2 separate regions of the Zea mays genome follow, and region 2 is linked to region 1. Evidence: chromatin contacts called from public Hi-C data. All regions are on one chromosome and are shown on one strand. Each heading gives the region's core, a stretch centred on a gene start, on an enhancer-like site or on the middle of the called end of the contact. The rest is flanking DNA. Distances are from core to core; before and after follow the strand shown.

Evidence for each region. Hi-C and Micro-C count contacts between places; a contact is called where the count stands out from the background.
Region 2: a contact with region 1 is called in a Hi-C map of bundle sheath, with 1.7 times the contacts expected there. The contact joins the enhancer-like site here to the promoter of LOC109945560 in region 1. A contact is called at or near these places in 3 of 25 Hi-C or Micro-C datasets (bundle sheath, ear and leaf).

What each region holds. Positions count from the first base shown.
Region 1 is chr4:140,566,816-140,573,512 of Zm-B73-REFERENCE-NAM-5.0, forward strand. LOC109945560 (zinc finger protein CONSTANS-LIKE 3) reads left to right here and starts at 3,584. Exons shown (of 2, transcript XM_020551882.3): 1 at 3,584-4,597; 2 at 4,701-5,267. The coding sequence starts at 3,938. The coding sequence ends at 4,976.
Region 2 is chr4:140,753,401-140,760,097 of Zm-B73-REFERENCE-NAM-5.0, forward strand. It overlaps LOC100273521 (splicing factor, arginine/serine-rich 7), which reads right to left. Exons shown (of 5, transcript NM_001367444.1): 4 at 5,992-6,241; 5 at 4,576-5,302. The coding sequence ends at 4,897. Among protein-coding and RNA genes, the nearest start is that of LOC100273521, 9.4 kb to the right of the region's middle. Within about 2 kb of position 4,316, at least 16 of the 20 cell types and tissues checked have an H3K27ac peak or open chromatin away from gene starts, as enhancers often do. A contact at or near this core is called in bundle sheath, ear and leaf, where this site is marked.

The DNA of each region.
Region 1 (6,697 bases), core at 2,334-4,833:
CGTTTGTAAAGGGCACGGATGTAATTTCTCATAGGCTACGTGCTGTGCCTATAAATAGATGAATAGTACCCCTGTACTGTTCACGTGATCTTGTATTCGCTCGTGCGCAACGCCCGGATTTTCGCCTTCTGTCAAGCCGAAGGTATAAATGTAATTAAAATATTGTCTTTATATTTATCCAAGTTTATATAATGAAGATATGTGGATGGTGTTATATGATTATTCATATTATCTTTCATGTTTCATATGCTTTGTCTTTTATTAATGTATACCATGATGATGAAGGTACGTCCTTCATGACCTTCGTCCAAAGATCGTTATATCCTAAGGGAAATAATGCTTCGAAAGAAGAAGGACATTAACATTTAATACTTCGTGTTGTCTTGTTCTTAACTCATAGCATTTGAGAACAAGTCCCCAACACTTACTATGCTGGGTAAGATTGAATTGGTTGTTCCATTGTTTGGATGAAATGAAAAGTTATGGACAATTCTATTGGTCATGTTTTTCCATAAGATTGTATGGACATTCAAGGCTGATATGGATGGGTATCATTGAGAATGAGATTTTAAGTCCCTCTTATCTTAAAAATCTGATATGAATTGGTTAAGTTCTTTGAATTGTTTTCAAAAGAACGAGTGTGGTCTATTATAGAGATTGTATGGACATTCAAGGCTTGATATGGTTCTATGGTGCATCCATATGATGACCTAAAGTGTGTCCTTCAGACAACACGAGACCATTTAGTAATAATGTCTCAAGCTTGAGCACATTAGCCTCCACACTACTAAATTTACCAAATATGCTTACAATGACGATTGTTTGCCTTGGTATTTAGAATGATATCCGTAATGGATATGATGAATCTATAATTCGTACATTTCAGATCGTTCATGGTTATCAGTAATGAATTGCCATTTCCAACTAGTTATGGTTGGAGTCAGGAACTTTTGCACGCTCCTGACTTGTGATTAACCGCATGTACTACATGTACAAGTTCTCCTATGGTTTCAGTACGTGGTAATCCATGAAAAAATTCCCATGTGTACATTAGGTATGTTCAACCTCCTTGGCCTACAAAGGGAAGAGGTTGGCCCATAGACGGACAGAGGGACACACAAACAACGGATGGACCCCAGACGTGATAGGACTCCACTCTATAACCCTTAGCTCCACCTCCACCGCAATAAGAGACATGGGATCCTCTCCTCCCTCTCTTGCCCACTTGTAACCCCTACTATGAGTTTTGGTCATCAATGGTGCCGGTAGCGTAAGCCGGCGATGACTGATGTAGGGACATTCTACCCAAAGAGCAAAGAATACACTCCAAAGACACAATCAAAGCATTCAATCCTATCCAAGCTCCAAAATCAAATCAAGTGCTTAGTGACTTGAGAGAGGGTGTTTTGTGTTTCTTTTGTTGCTCTTGTTGCTTGGATTGCTTTCTTTTTCTCACTCTAATTCTTCTAAGTGCTTTGTAAGGCTAGCAAGAGACACCTAATTGTGTGGTGATCCTTGCGGGGTCTTAGTGACCCATGTGATTAAGGAGAAGCACTCAACCGGTCTAAGTGACCAATTGAGAGAGGAAAAGGGTTGTAATAGACCCGGCCTTTGTAGCCTCCTAAACAGGGACTAGGTTCTTTGGAACTGAACCTGGGGAAATAAATCACCGTGTTCACTTGTGTTGATCTTCACTCGATTTGTTTCTCCCCTCTTCCCTCTCTAAAGTTCCCTTGCTCATATTGTTTTGAGTTAGCTCCCAAAGTTATCCGCATTGATCAAAGCAACTCATAGCAAGAGGAACAATCTTCCGCACTCCGAATTTATTTCTAACCCTAACCCCGGACATAGTGCGTGTTTATAGTTTATATTTTTCAGGTTTCACCTATTCACCCCTAGGCGACTTTCACCTACTACCAGCAACAAGGTGGAAGTAGGGATATTCAGCCTAAACTAGTATAAATCTTACGTCTACTAAGTACACCATCCAGATCTAGAACGCACATACACAAATTTACTCGTTGGTGTTAGTTCGAAACACCGACAACGTTAAACTACTAATAAATGCATCGAACATTAAAAACTAAAAAGTTTTGTTATTTCTAAATCTATTGGGTGCTCAACTATTGATTTATTTATTTGTTAGAAGTAGAGTCAACCTAAGAATATTAAGAACAAATAGGCACAACTGCATAGTTCATGTATAACAAATGAAAGACAAGCATAATTCTCATTTCCTCACATAACTTTAGAGATCTCACATAAAAATTGACTAGTTGAGTGATAAAAAGTTCTTACTTGACAAATAGGAAAATGGCATAGCTTTCATAACAGTAACACTTGAAAAAATTACCATGTGGCGTGAACAATGGGTGCCTTGAGCTGTGTCTTCGAGTGGTCTAAGAGGATAAATGTAAAAAAAACTAAAGACACGTATCTTAACGAAGACACTGTGTCTTAGCTTTATGCTCGAGACAGAAGACTAGTTGATTGATTAATTTAATTTACTGAATGGCTTGATTGGTGCAATGAATATAGCAAGACACATGTTTTAGATATGTCCACTGTTTTATATTATGTTTTAGGTGTGTCTAGAGATGGCAATGGGTAAATACCCACCGGGTATTACTACCCCATACCCATACCCACGACAAAAAAATAACCCCACTGGGTCACCCATATACACTGGTGGGTATGGATTTACCCCCATACCCATACCCACGTGGGTATGGGTCACCCATCGGGTCACCCGTACCCACAAAAATTTAACATATATCAAAATATTATATTATACAAATATGAAGTATATCCATCTGAATATCATTACAAAATTTCTAGCATCATTTAACCATCCATTCAACACACATTGGGTAAATTACATGTTCCATTACATGGTCATTAAATTGTCGTTAAGCCTTCTATGATATAATGGCCTAAAAGGTTATTAAATAGTAAAAAAGATGGATGACTAAAGTCTAAGTTCATGCTTGGGATAAGTTTATATTGGGTATTTTATACCCACGGGTTAACGGGTATGGGTGACAGTGGAACGTTCTAATACCCGTTTACCCGTTGGGTGAAGATTTTTGCCTAATAACAGACCCACGGGTAGAATATTTAGCCCACATACATACTCTAATGGAGTAAATACCCATCGGGTATCGGGTCGTGGGTACCTATTGTCATCTCTAGGTGTGTCTTATGCTTTAAGTATCGTGCAGTAGTGTTAGGGTTGCACATACCCTTATGTGTTTATTTTTTTTTCATTTATGACCATTTAATTGACCACATTATGGATGTGTTCGAATATTCATTTGTGCATAATTTTAGTATTTTTACTATTTAAATATAGGAGGACACGATGAGGATGGAAACCGTGGAAAAAAAAACCGATTCTTTCTTTTAGTAGAGAGTATTATATTGCACGAGAAACTCAGGGACACCAAGACTTAGGCGTTTGGATTATGCTTTTACGTCGATGACGCAAGGTTGTACTGTTTAACCAACGCAAAAACATGAGACTGAGCAAAATATTGACTAGGTTCCGTTGTTTACCCCTTTGATCAAAGCCATCGAGCTCGAAAGCCCTTTTCCAGTGACTGACGATTAGCAACTCCATCCAGCTGATGGCAAGCGAACATTACATCTAAGCATCGTCGCAGAAGCGAACAAAGTAGCAACAGCGACGGGACGTACGGCGGTCCACTGGCCGCCCAACTCGTGGCCGGCAGCCTCTCCACGTGCTGGCCGACCCCTCAAAACGGCCGCTGCGGCGGGCACGCACCAGCAAGCACACCCGAGAGCGGCCATTTCCAACGCAAACACCCCCACCCCCACCCCCACCCCCACCCCCACCCCGCAGAGCCCAGAGTCCGCCCGTGACAACCCGTAGCGTCTCTGATCTCTCTCGTGACTCCCGGTCCGGAGGAGCACAGGCATGGAGCTGGAGCAGAAGCCGCCGCCGCCGCCGGCGGGGTACTGGAGCGGCGTGGCGGGCGGGCGCCCCTGCGACGCGTGCGCCGCGCGGCCGGCGCGGCTGCACTGCCGCGCGGACGGCGCGTTCCTGTGCCCCGGCTGCGACGCGCGGGCGCACGGCGCCGGGTCGCGGCACGCGCGCGCGTGGCTGTGCGAGGTCTGCGAGCACGCCCCCGCCGCCGTCACCTGCCGCGCCGACGCCGCCGCGCTCTGCGCCGCCTGCGACGCCGACATCCACTCCGCCAACTCGCTCGCGCGCCGCCACGAGCGCCTCCCCGTGGCGCCCTTGCTCGGCGCGCTCTCCGACGCGCCGGCGCCGCAGCACTTCCCCTCCGCGGCGGCGGCAGCGGGGGAAGAAGCGTCGGCGGCGGAGGAGGAGGACGGGAGCGACGAGGCCGAGGCGGCGTCGTGGCTGCTCCCCGAGCCCGACAACAGCCACGAGGACAGCGCCGCCGCCGACTCATTCTTCGCGGAGCCGGACGCGTACCTCGGCGTCGACCTGGACTTCGCGCGGTGCGTGGACGGCGTCAAGGCCATCGGCGTGCCGGTCACGCCGGCGCCGCTCGAGCTGGACATGGCTGCCGGCAGCTTCTTCTACCCCCAACACTCCATGAACCACAGCGTAAGCCTTAGTACCTCGCTCTATAGTTTATTTATACACGCATGGTATTCCGTATCCCTCGAAAAGCATGTTCCCTTTTTTATTCCCTGTGGAGATCGTGCAGGTGCCGTCGTCCTCTGAGGTGGCGGTGAGCAGGGGGAAGGAGCGGGAGGCGCGGCTGATGCGGTACCGTGAGAAGCGGAAGAGCCGGCGGTTCGACAAGACCATCCGCTACGCGTCCCGCAAGGCGTACGCCGAGACGCGGCCGCGCGTCAAGGGCCGCTTCGCCAAGCGGTGCTCGGAGGACGACGACGCGCTGGAGCACGAGGAAGCGGCGTGCTTCTCGCCCGCGGGGTCGGCGTCGGCGTCGTCGGACGGCGTCGTCCCGTCCTTGTGTTGAGGAGAGAGTCGGCTGCCCGGCGACGACGACTTCTTTCCTTAGGTTTTTGCCAGCTCTGTCCACTCTGAACTTGAGCTCCGTTTTGTTCTCTTTTGATCTGAAATTCTGAACGCGAGCTACGTGTAGCATGAATAACGGTGTGTAGCTGTTCGATGGACGAACTCAACAGTCGCGTTTCGCGTGGAGCTACTGCAACCCTTGTCGGTCCTCCGACATCACTGTAAATTAATCCACTCGTCCTTGTACATTACCATCCAAAATTCCACCCCAAGAACACACATATTACGGTTTGTTCGGTTCGCTCTCAATCCATGTGGATTAAGTGAGATTGAGTCGGTTTAAATCCATAACAAGTCTAAATCCATCTCGATTCCGTCCAATATACTTCAATCCACATGGATCTCGATTCCGTCCAATATACTTCAATCCACATGGATCGAGAATAACCAAACAAGGCCTTAATGTGCATCCGCTACCTAGAAAATTTTGCTCTTCACGTGCACCACTGCCATAGTGCATCCGGCTCTCAGAAAAGGATCCTTGGCTCGATCAGCACCCAGCTGTCCAACTCTTTTCTTTCTTGCTGCAGCACCTACCTGTTGCGGACAAGGCGGTTCGTTGGTAGAGCATCGATTTTCGAACATCAGAGCACGTGAAAACGAGGGAACCGTGAGCCGCTCGGCGGTTACCCAAACGGGGTTGCAGGTAAATTTCTGGTTTGAGCCATGGTCCCAGTCAATGGAAGCCCTCTCAGCCGCTGGTGGGCTTTGCACAGCTAGACAATGAACCGGGTTATTAGTACGTGCATTACCACCACGTGACTCAAGTGCACAACTTTCTTTACCCCCGACAAAGTGGCACGCATGCAGTGTGCACGACACGGACGCACGTCCAACTTCCCAAAAGGTTTGTGTTGATCGCGCCTTCAACTCCATGCATGCTCACCGGTTTGTGTTGCAACCAATATAACACTGTAACAACAGTATGCTAGCTAAGCTAGGTCAGCAAAATGGATTTGAGCCTCACGAGCCGGCTTGAGCTCGCTCAGGCTCTCAGAGAGGCTTGCAAGGCTGAACGACCCCGAATCAAATCTACTTGTGATTCCCTCAAAGAAAAATAGAATTCTAATTTAGGGCTTGTTATTAGGTTCCTCCGGGCAGGACGCGCTCCAGGCCCCTCCGCCTTCGCTCCCGTTCCTGGCGCCGCCGGCTCTCCGGATTCCCCAGATCTGGCGGGGGCTGGCCTTGCTCGTTCGTTTCTACTCGCGTCCCCTGTCTACCACGCTAGAGATCTTCTTCCCATGGGGGCGTGGCTGTGGCTTTTTCGAAGATCGTCCAGGGCCGCTTTGACAACGCTCTTCAACATCGGTAAGTTCTTGGGGGATTGCTCCGTGCCATCTGCATCGATTCAAATAGTCCATTCGCAGGTCTAGCCAAGATCTGCAGATTTGTGGTGATGGTCACTCGTTGTCTCATGGGGATCTACTGGGATTCGATTCGTCCAGCCCTGACTTCACCAGATCTGCAAAGTCGCTTACAAATTCTAGAATCGGATATGAGATACGCTCTCTCAGGCATTATTGGCAGATCCTTTGCAGCGGGCTTCGCGAGCAAGGATCCCTTACTCGGAAAAGATGAAATGGTCGGCGGACAGCTCACCGGTCTTGCAGTAGAAATTCAATTCCTTCGACGCAGTGAATGCGAACATCGCCCTTTTCCATC
Region 2 (6,697 bases), core at 3,066-5,565, 190 kb after region 1:
TCATGGACAAAACAAATAATCTAATCAGTTTGCTCCTAGTGTATGTCAGTTTAAAATATAAAACGATGCACAGGATAGTAAAAATTGAACGAACAGGGACCAAGTGATGAAAAGTGAATTAATTCCATGTGATTCTCGGCGAAGATCCACCATAATTTCTAGTCTATTCTCAGTGGAAGGAATCTCCACTTGTTTAGATTTTTCGCAATGTAAGAGTGGTATACACCAACTCATTCTATCCTCTTCAAAATTCTTGTTTTGAAAAGCCGCGATTCTACCCATTGGTTTCCCCCTTAATTTATTTAAATTTTGAGTTTCCCTGGGAAGGTCGGGCCTATGGCCGGTTCAACCGGGATTCCTCGGGATCCTCTCTGTTAAATCCAGGTTGAACCAAGATTTGATTTCAGGTTCAATTGGGAATTTGCAGAGAGCTCTCTAGTAAATTGCGATTCAACCGGGATTCTTATCGGTTGAACCAAGATTTGCGCAGCCGCCCTGTTTCGCGAGATCTGTTTTGGGGATGGCTATATAAGCCTTTCCCTCTCTAAACCGTAAGGCTCATGAACCAAAACACTTTGACACCTACTACTCTTCGATTCAAAGTGATTCAACTTTGGTCTCGCGCCCTAAGTCCCCCCTTCGATTGGTGGGAAGATCCTTTAGTGTGAGATAAGTTCTAAGACTCAAACGTGATTTTGGTTCCCATTCTTCGATATCTCTCTTGAGTTGGTGCAAATCGTTCTTCTTGCGAATTCATTATCTTGGAACATGTTGTTCCTTGTGTACTTGATCTTGCCTTGGGAGTCTCCAAAGTGGTGGACGGCCCCAAGAACAATTTGTATCATCCGCTCTTTGTGGGCACTTGAGTAAGGGATCGCCTTGACCTGTGTGGTCGGCAACGAAGAACGGTTTGAGAAATACTCGACCCTTTGTGGGCACCTCAAAGAGAAGTAGGGCACCTTTGTGGTGTGACCAAACCTCGGTAAAAATTATGTATCTCGTGTGCTTTTGTGGGTGTGCTTTTTGTCTCTCATCTTCTCAGATATTAGATTTACTTAGTTGGTTTTAATTCAACGCTTCCACTGTGTTTATTGTTAGTATATCTAAATAGTTTTAATTAAGTTCATAGTTGAACAGGGGAAGCCCAGTTTAACCGGCCTCATTCCCAGTTGAACCGGCCTCACCTGTTTAACTATGTGTTCTCACAAAATCTCAAATTTTTTATTGAAATTCACCCCCCCTTAGGCTACTTTCACCGAGCCGAGCTCGGCTCGACTAGTTCCGGTCCTAATGCCATCAACGTGTACATTCTGTGATATAATAAACTAGTTACGTCTTTAATCTCTACATGAATAGAAATAATCAAGAAATAGAAAAAGGAAGCAGGGAGCATCTAATCTAACATTTTAATAATTACCTTTCATCATTGATGCTTTTTCGGTGATGGTGTCATCGCTTATAATAGGCCTCCTGCAGTGTTGGTGCCACCGTGATAATCTAAGGAGGGCTTTGCTTTGAAGAACCAATTTATTCTAGATGAGGTGGAGCATCATGAGTCCATTCCACAAATTTGGTGGAATGAAGTTGTCGGGGATACGATCCCTGGTCTTTGGGGCCCGCCGGTCAGAGAGTGCGCTAAGGAAAAACCACTGGTCGCTAGGGCCCATTGGTCAGCTAGGAGAGGTGAATACGTCAACCCTAAAAGAACTCGCCCCAGTAGAACCCTGTGCCACCGAGTCTAGGGTCGGCCATGGCAGATCCTAATAGGGGGTTGGGTGTGTCGAAAGGAAACCACTCGAGTGGATCCCGTGCCTGGCCCCAGACTGATCTGTCGTAAATAGTCGGTCACATTAACCATGCCTGGCACCAAGCCACAGCGCGGGCGCCGGCTCGCTTCCTAGTCATGACCTATGAACCCCTCGGACCGCCTAGCACTCATGACCTACGAGCCCCCCAGATTGTGGTGCATTTATGATCTGTGTCCCTCAGCATGTGGCGCACTCATGACCTATCGGACTAAGCCTAAGTGTGCATACCACTGGTAGGGCGCAACGCGGCGAGCCGCGCTAAGCCCCGGGCTACAAAGGCCAGGAGTCGACATAGCCTAAACGATGGCCTGGGACCCATGCAGCCCTGTGTTGTCCACCACAATAAATACGAGACATCGAAGCGACCCTAGGGCCCACAAGAACGTGTGGCTTTACTCCAGGTAAGAATGTTTGGTTTTACCTTTGCCTTATGGCTCCTTCCTAAGAAAACCATTGTTGACCGACCTCTCTCTCGACCTATAAAAGGGAGGGATTGGTCCCCTAGCAAAGGGAGAGTTCACTTGGATTCGCACCCTAACTAGGACTCCACTCTATAGCTTCTAAGCTCCACTTCCACCCTAATGAAGAGACTTGGGAGCCTCTCCTCCCTCTCTCGCCCGCTTGTAACCCCTACTATGAGTTTTATCATCAATGGTGTCGGTAGAGCAATTCGTCGATGACTGGAAGTAGGGACGTTCTGCATGACCGGTATAAATCTTGCGCCCACCGTGCACACCCTACGGAGCCCGAAATGCGCACAGTAAATTTACTTGTCGGAGCGAGGTTCAAAACACCGATAGTTGGTGTGCCACGTAGGGGGCTTGCGCGTTCCGCAGCGAAGTTCTCCAAGCTCCGGATGACTAGAGACGACAGCAGTGCAGTCTGGACTCCTAGGACGACCATCCGTTTCAAGAGTCTGGACTTCGTCGTCAATAAAGAATAAGAAGAGATGACGAGGGCCTCAGAAGTTGTGTCTCCCTTGACGAGTGACCTGTCCGATGTAGCCAGAAGTCTCGGCGACCTCCCACTCGACCCCCTCAGGAGAAATGGGTCACAAAGCTCACTATGACCCACTCATTCCGAGATCGTGGGGGTACTAGACCCCGTCCGGGACTCGTTCCTAGACATACTCCTGTCGAGATCGGGGGATGTAATCACGTCCCCACCTAGCGAGGCAATCTGCAACCCTGACCAGGAATGCCTCGCAGCCAATACCACGGGAGATCATTTTTCCCATGCGGGAAGCTCAGATGGAGCCTCACCCAGCATCATGGTGCGCGCCACGACAGCTGAACCCGCTTCCCAAGGAACCGCCATCAGGCCCGAGCCTTTCGCGGAGCAGCCAATGCCCCGCAGCAAGAGGATAAGAAAGCCCACGGTGGAGAACGACACGACTACACCAAGTGGCGGGGTGACGGCACACCATGATGATAAACGTCTGTCGTCGTCTAGTCTATGGCAGGGGCACGGCGTTGTGTTTCCCTCGGGTGAGCCAAAACGTCGCGGCTATTGCGGTGCTTCTGGACAAGCGCCCCAAGGCATATACTCCAAACGAATGGAAAACCCACCAAGAGATTCAGGATCTTCTCGGCCTCGCTATGCAACTACAAGCCGAGAGCTCCATGTCTCAGCGTCGTGAACCAGAGACCAACCAGTACACCGCGTCTACGCCAACGGTGAACGATGCCATGTCATGGTGACCCCTCGATCTCGAAGAAAGAGCGGCACGTGTCCGACCTCGCCAGCCCCAAAACCCGGGTCAAAGCGCGCAGAGCGCGCATGGTCATAGGACTAGGGGGATGTGACAGATCGGGTGACTCTCGTCGGTACAAACAATGCCGCAGAGGCCGCTTTGACCCCGATGGGAACCGAAGCCTAAGCCTGCCACCACCGGGGCCTCGGGCCTTCAACCGCTGCATCCTTCGAGCACCAGTGACGCAACGGTATAGGGCGCCCACCAATATTGCAAAGTATTCGGAAGAATCAACTCCCAACCTTTGGTTGGGAGATTATCGACGGGCATGCCACACGGGAGGAGCGGATCTCGATGACTATAATCTGCAATCTGAGACATGGTTAGAAAACTTGAGACATGGTTGCATTTGGAATTGGGCCAACCTCGAGGAAATCTTCGTGGAAACCTTTCAGGGCATGTACGTTCACTCTAGCAACCTGTGGGACCTCAAGAACTACCGGCACAAATCCGATGAGACCTTAAGGGGCTACATTTGGTGTTTCTCGCGGCAATACAACGAGCTAACGAACCTTGCCGACATCGATGTTTTAGCGCGTTCATTTTGAAAACCACGAGCGAAACTCTAGTGCACAAGGTAGGCACAAGAGTCGGCGAACCACTAAGGAGCTCCTAGACACACGACGACCCACGCATCGAGAGAAGATGCGGTGGAAGCTATTTTCAATCATCGCAAGCAGAAGGGCAAGTGTGACAGAGGCCGACAGGGGCCTCAAAAGGCGGTCTGATGAAAGAAAGGTAGAGGCACGGCGAAGTGCTAGTGGCCACAGCGGGTCAGAAAGGAAAGAAACTGCGCTGACCGAAGAGGCCACCAACTAGAGGCCACCAACCATTTCTAGAAGACGCTCGCGAGGCCCTGTGTCCGAACCAGTTGCGGCAATTTAATGGAGGTGATGCTCTTAGGCAACCAAAGCAACAGCCTTTCGCTGCTTGATATTGCTACCACGTGTGACAACACCCCCCACCCCCAAAAAAAACGAAATCACTGACCAAAAGCAAGTAGGAAAATGTTTCTTCGAAAGCGTCCTGAAAAGGTAGACAAATATCTCAACATAGCCCACGATTAACACTTCGTCCGAATTCAAAAGCAATCTAGTGATATAAATCTAACAAGAACCAGGTCATGTCTTGACAGCTATAAGTGCCCAAAGTCAATACTCGAAACGGAAACGTTATGCTCCTCCCTCTACAATGGTATCAGCAGCGGTGTGTCCAAGGGAAACCCAAAACACGAGCAAAATCTCAGACTGGATCCTATAAGTTGTACCGACGCGCATGGGCAAAACATGCTGGGCCCCTTAGCATTTTCCAGCATCTTTGAGCAGCTAAATATTCTCAGGCGTCATTGGCATATGGGGACTCGTGCTGGGGCTGCTGTTCTGGGGATCTGCTATAGCTTCTTCTGGCATCAGGAGGTGGTGGCGGCGACCTGCTCACATCTCGAGCTCCCGGTGGTGACCTGCTGTTATTTCTGGGAGGTGGTGGCGGCGGCGATCTGCTCATTTCTCGGGCTTCCCGTGGTGAACTGCGGTTATTTTTGGCAGGTGGTGGTGGCGATCTGCTCATTTCTCGGGCTTCCCGTGGTGAACTGCTGTTATTTTTGGGAGGTGGTGGTGACGATCTGCTCATTTCTCGGGCTCCCCGTGGTGACATGCTGTTATTTCTAGGAGGCGGTGGTGGCAGTGGCGGCGACCTGCTGTAACTTCGCCTCCTAGGAGAACGATCTCGTGGGCTGTAGCTCCTGAAAACCCCAACATTTGTTTTCAGGATGAACGCAACATAATCCATTGAAAAGACTGCTAGTGAGGCAAAGACATTGATCTATATTTTATCTAGTCACTCAAAATGTTCCCCTCAAATATTAGGTTTGGATTCACAATGCTAATTAAGCTATAACAGGTGGGAGAGGACGATAAGAATGCAGCAGATCATATATTACCAATGCAAGATAAAGAACTACATACAGAAGTTAAAATGCATAGTTGAACTTTTGATTAAATAGTATCCCTCAAATCAGGAACACATCTAGTTATTTTGATATTAACTACAATAACATCTCTAGGTGTGACTTCTCGTCTTCATTCTTTTCAACATGCCATCTTAATTTTTGCTGCATGTATTTAAAGGGGTAAAACAGTGCATTTGAGACCATTACAGAGCAAAACTGCAAAAAGGGATAATGTGGCAATGGCTAGGCTCAAACACAAAGCTAGAGATGTCCAGAAAACCTTTGTTATTATCTGTATACAGTGCATTTGAGATCATTACTAATTTACTGGATACTTCATTGGTCATAAAAAATGTGTTATCTTTGAAATTTTGCTTCGTTCTCAAAAGTTTTGGGATTTCTAGGTGATGTTTCCCAACCCTTAATTAAAACTAATGGAATGCACATGATGGATTGGTCGATTGGTGTCATTAGCAAATTACCTTCTGCCATAGCTTGGGCTCCTTCGATGTCTTGGGCTCCGGCTGCGACTTCGGCTCCGGCTGCGATATCTAGGACTTCGGCTGCGACGCCTTCCACTACCCAGCCCTCCCGAACCAATCCGTAAGCGACATTCACGTGCAAAGTGGCCAACTTCACCACACTCATAGCACTTCATATCAGAACCATTACGGTCTCGGCCACGGCCACCACCATCTTTGGTTGACAGCTCAACCCTCCAACCATTCTTACCTATCAAGCACAAATCAACAAGATAAACATAAACATAAATTCACAAATTGCTGAAGTATATGTGATCACAGTAGCTAAAGTGCAAAACTTCGTTCAATTACTAGTACAAAATTTAAATTTCGTTATCAAGTAAGACCTGAACATATTAGCAGTTTGAAACAAACTCAATGGCTTTCTTGCAAAGGAATCCTTGTATTGAAGTATTGTGGTTGTATGCATTTTACAGGACAAGGACTTGAGTATCTGCTCTATTGTCAGTAAGATATTGTTTATTTGTAATTTTGTATACGTACACATTGACAATGTACAGCTGTGCCAACATATCCAACATTACTCTCTACCCCTTAAACCCACCAGTTAAAACTAAGCCAAGTACACCACATAAAACATCCCACGCACTCATGCCCCTGCTAAATACAACATCCAGCCTATAAACTCCAGACAAATCCCACTGTC